Regions from separate parts of the Anser cygnoides genome. Here region 2 is linked to region 1. A link is a contact called in public Hi-C data. All regions are on one chromosome and are shown on one strand. The core of a region is the stretch at or near the end of the contact, and the rest is flanking DNA. Distances in the headings are between cores, read along the strand shown.

What was found. A called contact is a pair of places that touch in the nucleus more often than the background predicts.
Region 2: a contact with region 1 is called in a Hi-C map of liver, with 9 times the contacts expected there. The contact joins two enhancer-like sites. A contact is called at or near these places in 2 of 7 Hi-C or Micro-C datasets (both in liver).

What each region holds. Positions count from the first base shown.
Region 1 is chr3:11,209,632-11,216,747 of Taihu_goose_T2T_genome, forward strand. All of the region lies in intron 2 of RIN2 (Ras and Rab interactor 2), which reads left to right. Among named protein-coding and RNA genes, the nearest start is that of RIN2, 53 kb to the left of the region's middle. Within about 2 kb of position 2,955, at least 1 of the 3 cell types and tissues checked has open chromatin away from gene starts, as enhancers often do. A contact at or near this core is called in liver, where this site is marked.
Region 2 is chr3:11,296,334-11,303,449 of Taihu_goose_T2T_genome, forward strand. The region is part of intron 6 of RIN2 (Ras and Rab interactor 2); the gene reads left to right. Among named protein-coding and RNA genes, the nearest start is that of RIN2, 140 kb to the left of the region's middle. Within about 2 kb of position 3,083, at least 3 of the 3 cell types and tissues checked have open chromatin away from gene starts, as enhancers often do. A contact at or near this core is called in liver, where this site is marked.

The sequences.
Region 1 (7,116 bases), core at 1,705-4,204:
AAGAACCACTGAGGTCCTCTCAGATATTCCTGGTGAATGCTGGCAGTTGCCTCTCACCCTGCATGCCTGCTGCAGGTGCTCAGGGGAAAGGTGGGACACTGCCTTGCTCCCAGCCCTGCTCCTGTTTTCCCCTCCCTGCTAAGGCATGGATATGTTGGGAGGTGCTGGTCAGGTCTCCTCGCTGCCTCAGTGGCACGACAGCCCAGCTAATACTGACTGGTGCTGCAGGGCACAGTTGAACTGTGCTGATGTGCACTGTAAGTGCACTATAAGGAATTACTACCACTTCAAAATCTGTGCAAGTGACTGTGTTCGTGATGCTTTTTTGACCATCTTTCTGATGGAATCAGAGATTGACACTTAGTTAGCAGATGCAAGCTGCTCAGCCTATCATAGCCTCAAGACATTACTCAAATAAAAATAACAGCTCACAGCTGTAATAAAAGTAAATGTGTTTCAGATGTAGATGTCCTAGTTTGGCCAGATACCAGGATAGTGTGGTTTGTTTTTTTTACATACCTGAGATATACTTCTGTCATGGTAAATGCAAATTGTCCACTTAAGCATTTGAAAATATTGCTGCATTTTTGTAAAATGTCATAATTCTCCCCAGCATCCTATTTCTACCACGCTCCTCTTTTGTGAACATATTTCCTGCAGCATTTTATTATGCTGCTGGTTTCTCCCAGAGCGAATGACAGCTGGCTTTTTAAACTATTTTGGAGCTCAGAACAGATGCAAGTTCTCACAGGGCTGCAAAAGTCTGCAAGCCATGGCTATTCTATAGCACAAACAGATTTTGGGAGGAGGACTTGTGAGTAATTCAAATTGTTTCCTGTTGTTGACAGTAGATTAAGTTGACAACCTGTAGGCAAACTCTGGACAGATACAGATGTAAGTCCGAGAGGCTCTGTTGGTTGACATCAACTGATGGTTTAGCCCTCAACAACACATTATTTTCAACATTCATTTGAGCAGGTAGGACAGATACCTGTCCCTTGCCCAAAAGTGGGAGCAAGGAGGATTTTCTGTAGGACTGCACCAGATATTCCTGACCAACAGGTTATTCCTGCTCTATATAGCAGGGAGGAATACGGCAGCAGCATCTGCAGCTTTGGCACGTGATAACACCAGCATGGTGGGGTTGTGCGTAACCAGACTGTCCTCCTGTTCTTGCTCTGTCATTAACTGAACCGAAAGCACTGAGTGGCGCACAACTGCAGACTGCAAAACTGTTCTTTGGCATCTCACAGACGATGAGCTCCTGGTTGGGTTTCTGTGGCCTGCTCGCCCCGTGTGCCTTCCAGCAGCTCCCCCAGCTTATGGTCCCTGTGACATCAAGAGACAAAGTGCAGCTTATGGAAATCCGTATGCTGGCTTTCACTTTGTTTCACACTTGTCAAAACAAAAGAATATGTGTGGTTTTGCAGTACCATAAAAAACATTACTTATATTAAGGCAGAGGTAGAAATTGCCACTTTTAGATTTTAGGCTTAAGCAGTAAGGTCATTGTTTTTACTAATTCACTAATTTTATTGAAGCCATATTGGTATGGCCATTAGTGAACCCATAACAGATTGGTGATTTTAAAGAAGAAATAAAAAAAATAAATCTAAGCTACTCTAATTTTTTGGTTGTTAATTTTTTGGACTTGTGATATCAAGGAGTTAGGGAATGTAGTCACTTGTCTTAGTGTTTGTTGAATCCAGGTCTTGTAAAATCCACTGTTCTCTCTGACTCTGTATTCGCTCTTCTCATTAAAAATATTACATGCGGTTACGTATCTTGAATTATAATGTTCAAATTTGGCTTTCTTTGCAGATTAGATTGGTATGTCAAAGACTTAAGCTCCTCAAATTCTGGATTAGACAGATTATGCAGGGTTAGCAATTCCAGGTTCAGCAAGATCTACAAAAGAGCCTGAACAGAAATTTCTGATTTCAGTGCCTTGTTTTTGTTCGAATAAAGTTTCTGATCAAAGCACATGGAGAACAGTATCTTTCCTAACCCAAATAATGAGTAAGCTTCCTTTGCTCAAACTTTAGAGGAGAAAAATTCACAATGAATAGGGGTGAAGGAGGCTATGCAAAATACCAGCTCTGAAGAAGTGTGTTTCATAGAAGTAATTGAAAAGGGCGGCTTGACACGGAGTTTGAAATCCAGTCGTAGCTACAGCAAGTTCTGTTGCTGAGGTGGTTTTGTGTGAGCTTATGCACAAGTGCTGTTTTAAAGGATAACTTTAGAGGGCATGCACTGAAATGTAAAATGTTTCAAAGGATTCTCAGTTTTTGTGAGTTTCTGCATAGATCAGAGAATTACTCCATTTGAGTTGGGGAGGGGATGGGAGGCATTGCCTTTTATTTTTACTTTTAAATCTTGGTGGTCTTTGATGATAGGCTGATTTTTTTTTTTTTTGTCCATATAGTTTGTCTCTTGGGCTGAGCTCTTGAGTTGACATCTGCAGTGGCTCTTGCCTTTGTGTGTAGCATGCCTGTGTTATCCCTGCATGTATGCAGCTTTCCATCTTGCTTACAGGCTGAGAAGCTGCATGTTAACTCAAAGCAACGTTTTAGCAGAGCCTGAGGTTTGAGGCTTTTTGACCTGGCCCCAAGCTGGTCCAAGCTTCAAGTGTCCACTAATATTTAACCTATGGCAAATTATAGTTGAGTGCTTATGGACAGAGGTGTGAGAGCCACGTGAGCACCAAATGAACCCATTGCCTGCAGTATATGCTGGAGGAATTCAGAGTAGTGGGCCCAGTACCGGGCACCTCTGCTGCTGGACAAGCCGATGGCCTCGCTGTTGCTGCAGTGAATGCAGCAAATTATACTTGTGCCGTGACCCTGGGCCTCACTGCAGAGGGGTGCCGTAGGCTTGCGGCGAGAGGCAGCATGAGAGAGCAAACTTGCTGGGGGGGTTGCGCCGCAGCAGGGGTCATTAAGCTTAAGCCAAAGCAACAGAAAACTTCCTAAATCCTAGTTCTGTCCCCCCGAGGAGAGATCACTGATAACAGAGACAGAATTTGGGATGATGGTGCAGGGCTGTAGGTAAAATGTGAGAGCTACCCAACATGAGGGCGGGCTCAGCGTGTGCTTCTGGCTCTCTTAAGCAAGGTCTGTACGAAGCACCATGTAAACATTGGTGGGGCAATGCTCCAAGTTGATCGTGCCAAATTAAAGGATCTGTAGGTCCAAAGTGCAGTCATGTGGTTGCTCAGGTTTGTTGCCAGCATGGTGCCAATCCCCCTAAAATCCCCAGAGACCCTGCGGAGGTGTGCTCGGGGAGGGCATCCTGCAGGCCCCAGGCATCCAGCCCTGGTGCAGGGAGCGCGTTACCCTGACATGGGGCCCAGCGTGGGATCTGTCAGCATCATTCCAGGTAGGCTTTAAAAAAGGTTGACGCCGCTTAATAAAGGAGTTGTTCACGCTATACAGTCTTTTGTTTAAAATATAGCTGCAACCATCGTGTTGTGTGGGTTGAGTTGTAATTTGCAAAATGTCACTGCTGACAAGAGAGCAGGTCGGTTAAAATGGAGGCAGTTGAAAGGTCTGGGGCTGAGGCACGGGCGCCTCATCACAGCCTGCTGAGAGGCTGCGGGTGCCCTAGCCTTCTCTGTGCTGATGCTTCTCAGACCAGCATGGGGCTAGTGGGAGCATATGCATCTGTTACAACCTAAATTGCTTCCTCACAGCTAGAAAGTAATGTAGATCACTTCTGCTCTTCCCCTGCCAAAATTGTCCTTCTGTAGTTGCCAGCACACCAGCAAAGCAGGCATAACATGGGAAAGAAGAGGATGTGGGACTGCCAGCCTGGTGGGCTGACATCCACTGTTAGGGCCAGCTCTGCCAGCAGAGGACAGGGCCACCTCCTGCTCGGAGAACAGCCTTCATGGGGGTTAAGGCCAGGTGAGGAGGAGCAGCAGGGTGCCCCACGTCTTCCCAGAGGCCAGGCAGCAGTCACAGCAGCTGTCCTGCTGGGGCTGAGGTGGCAGCTGCGGCAGCAGGGCGTGGCTCGCAGAGGTGTTGCCTGGTCCTTCTGTCACCCAGCTGTGATGTACTTCAGAATCTGCTCTGTGTGATGTGACTGCACTACCCCATGTAAAAGGGTCTGACCTGGAGGTGGAACAGTAATAGAGCTGTTGTTGTTCCGTTGTTCTGAAAGATCTTGTGGCCTTTAGTGCTTTAGTACTATCCCAAAGAGAAAAAAGGAGGCCAGGCATGGAAATTTCGACTCGTCTGAGCCCTAACTAAACATTTGTTTAAGTTATTTTTATTTAGTGAAACACTGAAGTGTGAAGCTTCCAGATGAAAGGGTTTTGTTCATACTTCTGCTAAGACCGTTTCTACAAGCTTACACCTATAGAGAGGAGCCTTCAGCAATACAAATACAATTTTCTCCTCTTTTAAAGTCCCTTTGTGCTGCTAGAAGGGTGGAGAGAGTAAGGCTGATAATGAAGAAAATCAGAGCGAATAGTTATATGCACATGCTTTATATTTCAGTGTGTTCTGGAATTTTACAAATTACACATGAACGTGTAAACGAGGGCCTCAAGTTGTAATTTAAATTTCACTGCCTTCAGGGGTGAAAGCTGATGTAACTCCAAGATCCATCCCAGAAGAAGTCTTATTAGAGTTTCTGTTTTAAATTTGTTATTTTTGAGCTATTACTGTAAAAGAAGAAAAATAACATCTGGCCACATATCACAAACTGGATTTCTGTTGCTTGTTTTTTGCAATTCTTGCTAGTAGTATTTAAAAATCAAAGGTCCAGATTTTCCACTGATGTAAATTATTACTAGTTCCATTGATTTCATTTTGTTTACACTAGTTTTAAACAACTGAGGATGTAGTACAACATCCAAAGTCAAGATTTAATACGATCAGGATGGAGTCTTTATCATGTGTCATTTGCATTTTAAACAGTGCTTAATTGTATAGTTTTTATACACACATGCGTGCATTGACTTACTTATGCATGCTCAGAATAATGGTTTTATGTATTAATGTTGAAGCAGTTTAATTTAGTGCACAGCAGTGGGTAAAATGAAAGTATTTAATTAAAATGGATTTTTTTTTCATGGACTGCGTAAAGAATTTTCCAGATACTGGTTACCCATATGTGCAAACTCTTTGTTACTTCCTTGCTGTCCCTGTTAGGAAGAGGAGAAAAGAGCTCTTTTCCTTTCCTTCACTCTGATAGCTCAGACAGCTATAGTGGGCAGCTCCCTTGGTGGTTAGCTGTCATACTGGGTTAAGGAACAGATCTCCTGTTTAGGTTTTTCAGAGAGGTTCACAGTCATGATCAGATCAAAGTCTTTCGTGCCAGGTGTTATAAAACCACACAGTAAGAGGAATTTTCTATGCTGTTCTTACAGTCTGAGTCAATGAGGCTTAAGGTAACCTCTAACACAAATGATCCCCTGGGTCTCTTGAGAAGCCAGGGAGAGAAGCACTGTTCTGTTTCTTAAGTCAGTGCTTTAGCCCTTCAGCTGTTCTGCCACAAAACCTCATCCACAGAAGAGATGATAGCTGTTATCCTTGCTAAGTCTATTTGCAGCAGCCTTCCTCTTCTGCTTCCAAAATCTTGTGTGTGATGAATAGGAGCCATGTGCTAAAGCTTGGGTAGCCCAGCACTTCTTGTCTGCTTGAAGAGTTAGCATTACAAATATGGAACTGTCTGTAAAGGCTAAGCATACTCTAAACAAAAGTAATAATAAAGGATGACAGCTGCTTTGTCCTTTCAAACCAGGTAAATGCCTATGTGTACCATATTCATCTGCTTTGTTGTGGGCTTTGTTGCAATTTGCAGCATGGAAAAGCCTCTCTGCATTTCATGTTTGCTTATGCAAAGTTAATGGTTGGTTTTCGTATTTGTTTTCATTTCCACCCCAAATTTCAGGGGTTTAGGATATTGCCATTTATGCTACAATGTTGGGATAGTGATAAATATCCTTCAAAGGCCAAAAAGTGCTGGTGCTTCTGTAAAAACAGTAGTGTTTCTGGGGAGTTGTCACCATGCAGAGGGTTGCACCAGATGTCCGGCTGCCTCTCTGTCAGGTTGAATCATAGAATCATAGAATATCCCGAGTTGGAAGGGACCCATAAGCATCATCGAGTCCAACTCCTGGCACCACGCAGATCTACCCAAAATTTTAGACCATGTGATTAAGTGCACAGTCCAAACGCTTCCTAAATTCCAACAGGCTTGGTGCAGCAACTACTTCCCTGGGGAGCCTGTTCCAGTGTGCGACCACCCTCTCAGTGAAGAACCTCTTTCTGATGTCTAGCCTAAACCTCCCCTGCCTCAGCTTGACACCATTGCCACGGGTCCTATCACTGGTGATTAAGGAGAATAGGTTGGCGCCTTCCCCTCCACTCCCCCTCGAGAGGAAGTTGTAGACTGCGATGAGGTCTCCCCTCAGCCCCCTCTTTTCCAGGCTGAACAGGCCAAGTGACCTCAGCCGCTCCTCATCTGTCTTCCCCTCTAGGCCCTTCACCATCTTTGTCGCCCTCCTCTGGACACTCTCCAACAGTTTAATGTCCTTTTTGTACTGTGGTGTCCAGAACTGCACACAGTACTCAAGGTGAGGCCGCACCAGCGCAGAGTAGAGCGGGACAATCCCTTCCCTTGACTGACTAGCGATGCTGTGCTCGATGCACCCCAGGATACGGTTGGCCCTCCTGGCTGCCAGGGCACACTGCTGGCTCATATTCAACTTGCTGTCAACCACAACCCTCAGATCCCTCTCTGTGGGGCTGCTCTCCAACGTCTCGTCGTCCAGTCTGTACGTATAGCCAGGGTTGCCCTGTCCCAGGTGCAGGACCCGGCACTTGCTCTTGTTAAACTTCATGCAGTTGGTGACCGCCCAGCTCTCCAGTCTGTCCAGATCTCTCTGCAAGGCCTTTCCACCCTCATCCGAGTCTACAACTCCTCCAAGTTTGGTGTCGTCAGCAAATTTGCTCAAAACACCTTCTAGTCCTACATCCAAATCGTTTATAAAAACATTGAAGAGGACTGGCCCTAAAACGGAGCCTTGAGGGACCCCAGTAGGATCCTATGGGAAACTATATCAAAAGCTTTGCTGAAGTCCAAAAAGATCACATCAGCTGGTTTCCC
Region 2 (7,116 bases), core at 1,833-4,332, 87 kb after region 1:
TTTTTTCTTCTGGATTGCAGAGGAGTTTTGGGCAGTGGGAATTGGAATGTTTTTTGTTACTCTTCTTTGTTCAGTGACCAAAAACGGAAAACATGTTAGCTAGTGAAGCAGTAGTTTAAGGAGAACTTAGTGCCAACTGTTGGGTCTGTATGCTGCTCTTGTAGCCCCGTACACTAAGAAATTTTGTTCTGCCAGTGGTTTTTAGTGGCTGTAGGCCTGCTCTTTCACTGATGTCTGTTGCAGACTTGAAAGCAAAGAAGGGACCTGATAACAAATCAAACAAGATCCACATTCCTAACAGAAACATAACAGGAACACACAGCTGTGGGAATGGCCATGTGTGAACGAAACCCCAAGCATCAGAAGAGCAGAGGGAAGAAGCTGGTAGAGTCACTCCCTGTCCTGCAGAAAGTCAGGCCATCAATAAGCAGACTGCAGGCAGAACAAAAAGGAATTGCTGGGGTTTCAGAAGAGGGAGGCATCAGTTTCTGTAGAGGTGCTGCCAAAGGGTCCTCACAGTTCAGAGGCTGCAGCCTTTCTGAACACCCTGGTAAAGCCCCTGCACACCCCAGAACAAAGAGGGTGTGCCCAGCAGCTGGGCCATCAGCAGAAGTAAGCTGCTGCACAGCTCCTGGGCATGCTGCTGAACAGACTCCTCTGCCTCTCACGTCCTTACTTGTATGTTACCCGTACTGCTCCCTGAAGGGGCAATCAGGGAGAATGCTCACCCACTGTAAATGCAGCAAACTGCTCCTTTTCCCTGGGGTTTTCCTGCTGGGATGTTTGGCACTGGCAGATAGCAGACCAACTCTGAGTGATAAAGCTGATTAGATTCCTTTCCAGCTCCCCCTTTAACAAAAACAGTGTTGGCTTGGGAATCAGGGACTTGTGGATTTAAAGCAAATTTGTAGCCATTGTCCAAGCTGATACTTCATTTGCTACCCAGAAAACACTGAAAAAGGTCCTTTGTCCTGTGGGTCATGCCTTGTCTTTCATGATGCTGCATGCACATCAGTCTGTGCATGGTGAATGAGCTCTGTCGGAGGTATCTGTCACACCATGAGCCTTTTGGTCTCCTTTTGGAGATGTCCGATAACTCTAAAAGCCTTTTGTTGTTCCAAAAGTCACTTTATTTCCCAGAACTATGCCAGCAGTGTGCATGAACTCAGTATTGCTGCAGTGGGTGCCAGTTCAGCAAAGTGTCTTAAAGCAGGGCGGCTTGCATCATTTCTCTGGAGAGAGGCAAGTAAGCCTAGGCTTTGTGGTGTCAGGGGCCTGGTTCCTGCGTCTAAGTTGAACCAGAAACTGCATGGTGAGGCCAGTGAGATTGGACCTGATGATGGTTTTTATTTTCTCGTAAGGTCCTTGTGTTGCAACAACACCTAGCAGCCGCAGTCATGGATTAAGACTCCTCTGTAGTGTGCATTTTGCAAATACAGAGCCAGAACATAGCTCTTGAGCCTGGAAACTGGTGACCAGAGTGTGCAGTGGGAGCTGACAGCAAGGGTTCAGGCGGGCAGACAGGAAATCACCCTCATCACAGAATTACACTCAGTCATAGGACAGAAGTAGAGGATGCAATCAGAAGAGTTGAAAATAGATTCCCTTCAGTACCAAAACAAATCAGTTCCTAATGGCCACTAAACACCATTGCCTGATGAGGTCAAGTTTTCTCTGTCAAAATTCACACACAAATCAATACTGCAGACTTACCATTGATGCAGTTGTTTTACAGTCATTTCTACTGCAAAAGCAGGGGAAATCACAAAGTCTCTTTGTATGTCTAACAAGGGCTTGCCGGTGTGAAGAGCCTGGGCAGCGTCACCCTGAGTGCACCTTCCTGTACCACGTCGAGATCTGTCTTTGAGCCCTGCTGCTAATCCTCCACAGGATCTGTCTGCGGTCGGAGGCGTCTGTGAATGCAAGTCCTTGGGATCTGGTTGCCTTGGCTCTGCGGGAATCTGGCTGAAAAGACATGCTGGTTTGAACATCTCATGGATGATTTTGAGTACCAGCAGAGCAGGGAAATATTTTTGGCTTTGTCCTGAGGTTTGGATAGTGTCCACTGTTTCCATTCTGAGAATGTCACAGAGACAAATTGCTGCCACAGTAATGAAAATACTAAGAGCTGCTTAAAAAAGTAAATATTCTTGGGGAAATAATGAGAATAGATTTAGTTGGTCTGCAGTGTACGAACTGGGATCTGGAGTGATGGTTGAACTCTGCAGAGAATAGCTAACCAGCAGTAAAATTAGGGGCCTGGTAAATAGAAGAAGCTTTTGTTCCAGTGAGCCCGGTAGATCAGAGCAGCTCAGCAATTACTGTCTTAGAGATATGTATTTTTAAGGCCTGGATTTTTTGGGGCCTGGCAATTGCTCATATTTTGTTTTGCTTAATTTCTGTGGGGAGGGGTAGGGTTGTTTACTATCAGTCAAAGCCCTGCGCAAGACCAAATGCTGCATCACAGGACGTGGGTGTCCTTGCCAGGAGGTAGAGGTTATGATCAAGGGACTCAGCTGGATGCTCAGCGTGTCCTGGGTGTTGGGATAGCTGTGATCTCTGTGTGTCAGCAGCAGGGAGACATCATGGTGGAGTATAGAAAGGAACATCTCTGCCTGCTGCCCAGGATTTGGTCCAGGACATGCTCATGTGCCGCGTGTCCCCGCACAGGGGCTGTCAGCTGCCTCCTGGTGTTCCCAGGAGGCTGTACAGGCGGCAGTGGCTGGCTGTGTGCAAAGCCGTCTAAAGTTTCAGCCTCAGCTGTTGCAGGACAGCAGAGTGGTTTGATGCTACAAAGGGACGTGGGTGGGGTCAGGGATTTCTGCTGCGCTGTCATGAGACTGGCCCTCGTGCATTTGCCTAGTGGTTTGGCAGTCAGTTTCACCTTCCTTCACCTGCAAAATGGGGCTGTCCAGCACAGCAAGCTATGCCTTTCTTTACTGTGGTTTCTCATGCCTCTGTGGCTCTCTGACCCCAGCGCCTTGCAAAATACCCAGAGTTGTTTGGACCCTGCTCTCACTGATGTGTCCGTTCTCCCCAGGGACCTTAAAGTGGGAATAGGTGGCACTGACTCACAGGTTTGGGTCTGTTTGGTTCTGGCAGATGGTTGCCTGGGGGTGGCCAGGGGAAGCTTACACCCTGTGATCTCTGCTGTGTTTGTTTTGCAGCTAATGATTAACTTGGACTGGCATACGCTTTGTTAGGTTAAAAACTGGCTGGATGGCCGGGCCCAAAGAGTAGTGGTGAATGAAGCCAAATCCAGTTGGAGGCCGGTTACTAGTGGAGTCCCCCAGGGCTCAGTGCTGGGGCCAGTCCTCTTTAATATCTTTATCAATGACCTGGATGAGGGGATCGAGTGCACCCTCAGTAAGTTTGCAGATGACACCAAGTTAGGTGCGTGTGTTGATCTGCTCGAGGGAAGGAAGGCTCTGCAGGAGGATCTGGATAGGCTGGAACGATGGGCTGAGGCCAACTGTATGCAGTTCAACAGGGCCAAGTGCCAGGTCCTGCATCTGGGGCGTAACAACCCCAAGCAGCGCTACAGGCTGGGAGACGAGTGGTTGGAAAGCTTCCTGGCCGAGAAGGACCTGGGAGTACTGGTTGATAGTCAGCTGAATATGAGCCAGCAGTGTGCTCGGGTGGCCAAGAAGGCCAACAGCATCCTGGCCTGTATAAGAAGCAGTGCGGCCAGCAGGTCTAGGGAGGTGATTGTCCCCCTGTACTCGGCTCTGGTGAGGCCGCACCTCGAGTACTGTGTTCAGTTTTGGGCCCCTCGCTACAAGAAGGACACGGAGGTGCTCGAGAGAGTCCAGAGAAGGGCAAAGAAGCTGGTGAGGGGTCTGGAGAACAAGGCTTACGAGGAGCAGCTGAGGGAGCTGGGGTTGTTTAGCCTGGAGAAGAGGAGGCTCAGGGGAGACCTCATCGCTCTCTACAGGTACCTTAAAGGAGGCTGTAGCGAGGTGGGGGTTGGTCTATTCTCCCACATGCCTGGTGACAGGACGAGGGGGAATGGGCTAAAGTTGCGCCAGGGGAGGTTTAGGTTGGATGTTAGGAAGAACTTCTTTACTGAAAGGGTTGTTAGGCATTGGAATGGACTGCCCAGGGAGGTGGTTGAGTCGCCATCCCTGGAGATCTTTAAAAGACATTTAGATGTAGCCCTTAGTGATATGGTTTAGTGGAGGTCTTGTTAGTGTTAGGACAGAGGTTGGACTAGATGATCTTGGAGGTCTCTTCCAACCTAGACGATTCTGTGATTCTGTGATTCTGTGATTATAAGCTTCTGATTGACTTATTGCTCATTGCAGGTGGGATGTAATAACTCCCCAAATGAGGCAGGTTTTGTGAAAATTAACTCGCAGGTCCTGATGGTCAGGCAGTTCCTCTCTTGTATGTTCTACTGGAAGACGGCAGTAATTATCTTATGAAGTTCTTTCCTGCCTTATATCTTCATTACAATTGCTGTAGGACTGATACATTTAAGAGCAAGAGAGAGAGAAAGCATGTGCAGAGTATTAAACACACAGTTGCTACTTCCCATCTTATTTTTGGCCATGACCTTTCAAAGAGCACACAGTCTGCCACCTTTGAATCACAGATGTAACCTTTAGTGCTCCCTTTGCTGATTTTCCTGGTGGCTGAATGCTGCCAGGTGCCTTCAGGCTGCCTTTGGGCAGGGGGTACCTGCTGCCACCCTCGGCTGCATCCTGGAGCAGGGCTGCCTCCAGAGCTGAACGGAGCCAGCAGAGATGTCGCTGTCCCATCTGGCAGGATTTGTCCTGTCCTGTAACAGGAGAGGTTGTGAGACTAGTTCATGGGACATTTTACTAGGCAGATGAGAGAGATGCTGTTGAGATGAAATTCCCTCAGAGAAGGTTCAAAATGTGGAAAAGTATCCCCAAAAGGCCATTTGCAAAGGCCTTGTGGAGGGAGCACTTGTGGCCAGAAGTCACAAGGCAGACTGCAGATGAAGACTGCTGCTGGGAAGATGCAACTGAGGTGATAGGAAAAACATACTCCGGGGAGGTCCAGGAGCCACTGAGGTGGGAGGACACATGGGCAGCCCCTGAGGCCCCTGCTGCACCTGCACTGCTTCCTCTCTCTGGACTGTAGACTGGGTCAAAGTGCTAGCAGCAGCTGGGCAACCCTCGGAACCATAGCACCGCCTGGCCATGGGATTTTTAGCCCATGCCTCCTGGTTCCGGCACAACTCTGTGTTTTGCTGCGGGAATGATGCTGGTGAAGTTGAGGCCTCCGGTATTGTTTTGGCAACCTAATGAACTGCTTGCCCAGGCAACCATAGCAAGTGGATGCTGGTAAGCTGCTTTACACTAGGGCAAAAAAAAAAGAGCTAATCAGAGAGAAAATCTATCAAAACAGAAATGCATGCCTAAAGGTGGGTGACAGTGAGAAATTAATGTGGTTCAACAACTCCATAAGTGTGTGTCCGTGATGTTTGTGGATCCCCTGTTACTGCAGGATCTCAACCTTGTACAGTCCCATGTGCGTTTGTTCTCCAGTGCTGCTGCTGGGTACAAAATGTTCCTTTATGCCCCCTTGTACAAAGAAGGGATAGTGCTTACTTAATTCATCCAAGCTTAAGCTATAGGGCTGGGAGCAGAATAAGGAATCACTCCTACATTGCTTCATCCCAAGTGAATACCTCCCCCTCCAGACTGACACTGCTCTTCAGTATAACAGATGGGGGGGAGCTATCTCCCAGGAAATGCACAGAGGTTCTCCAGTGGCTTCTCATTGAAAGTCATAAATGAATGTATAGCCTATTTTAATATAAAGATGAATATAAATAAGGCAGTGCCAATATCTCATTTTAATATGTGATGCTTCATTGATGTCATGACCAGTGAGGGTGAACAGGCGGATGGCAGGATCCTTGTAATTACTTGAGCTGAGAAAGAAGTTCCTGAAATAATACATTTGCAAAGTTAAAAGGCAGAGCCTATGCTTTGTCAAGGGAAGTTTAGCCTTGGGAGATGAAGCTTCCCCCAGGGCTGTCCCAGAAGGCAAGACCTGTGACAGATTCACCAAAGACAGTCAGTGATATTCAGCTTCTCAGAAGTCAGAATTCCCCAGGCCACTGTCAGGATAGGCAGAAATAAGTATTTTTTTTTTGGTGTTTTTGTTTTTGTTGTTTTTCCCTACAGATTGACAGGTGCCAGGGCAGCATGAAATCTGAGGGGTCTTTTTAACTTCTCCAGTTTGAGGTGCCATCTTATGAGGGCATAGTGCTTCAGCATAGTGCTTCGGTCACAGGACAGGAGGGGGTGCCCCAAGGTCTGGACTGTCCTGAGCAGTCTGCTGTGGTCGTCAGCAGAGCTGTCCCTGGAAGCATGAGCAGGCCCAGAGGTCGCTAGCCCACTGTGGTCTTGGACCAATTTCCAAATGCTCAGAGACCTTACTGCCATCACCCAACACATCCAGGAGCAGCTCTTCAGCTGCAGATATACCCACACAGGGGCACATGAGCCATAATGAGCGAGACCAGGCACAAGCTCTGGCATACGGTGCTCTGCTTGTGCTGGAGGAGGCTCATTGGTGTATCTGGTGAGGGAGGCTGGGCGCTGTCTGCATGGGGTGTACGTACCTGGGAGGATGGAAGAGCTCTGTCTCTAAGAGAGACATCATCTCCGTGGCAGATGGTGGCCTTGTCTAGTTGGTGCCAATCTCCGTGATGACGTATGGGCTTTGAGGAACTGCCCCAGAGGTTTGTTCCTGTCTGGAAAAGCTCCAAGATTTTAAATGCTACTGTTTGTAGGAACTGTAAGAATCTCTTTACTTCTGTCTCATTCACGTACATATCTCCATAACCACTATGCCTTTTGAGATTTGAATGAACCTAATGAGCGTTAATCTGTATTTAACCGAATAAAACGCAGCGAAACCTACTACTGTGGCGTAATGACCACATGGACACCAGGGTAAGTTTAGGGATCAATAACTTGAACAACTTTATTGAGGACAGGCTCCCTTCTTGTACCATTAGCTCTACAAGCGGTGCTTTCCCACTAGCTATTCATTGGCTAACAACTTTGCCCAGCAACAGCAAACATTTAGCAACTTCCATGTCTGAACGGTTGGAGAACAAGCAGTTTGAGACAG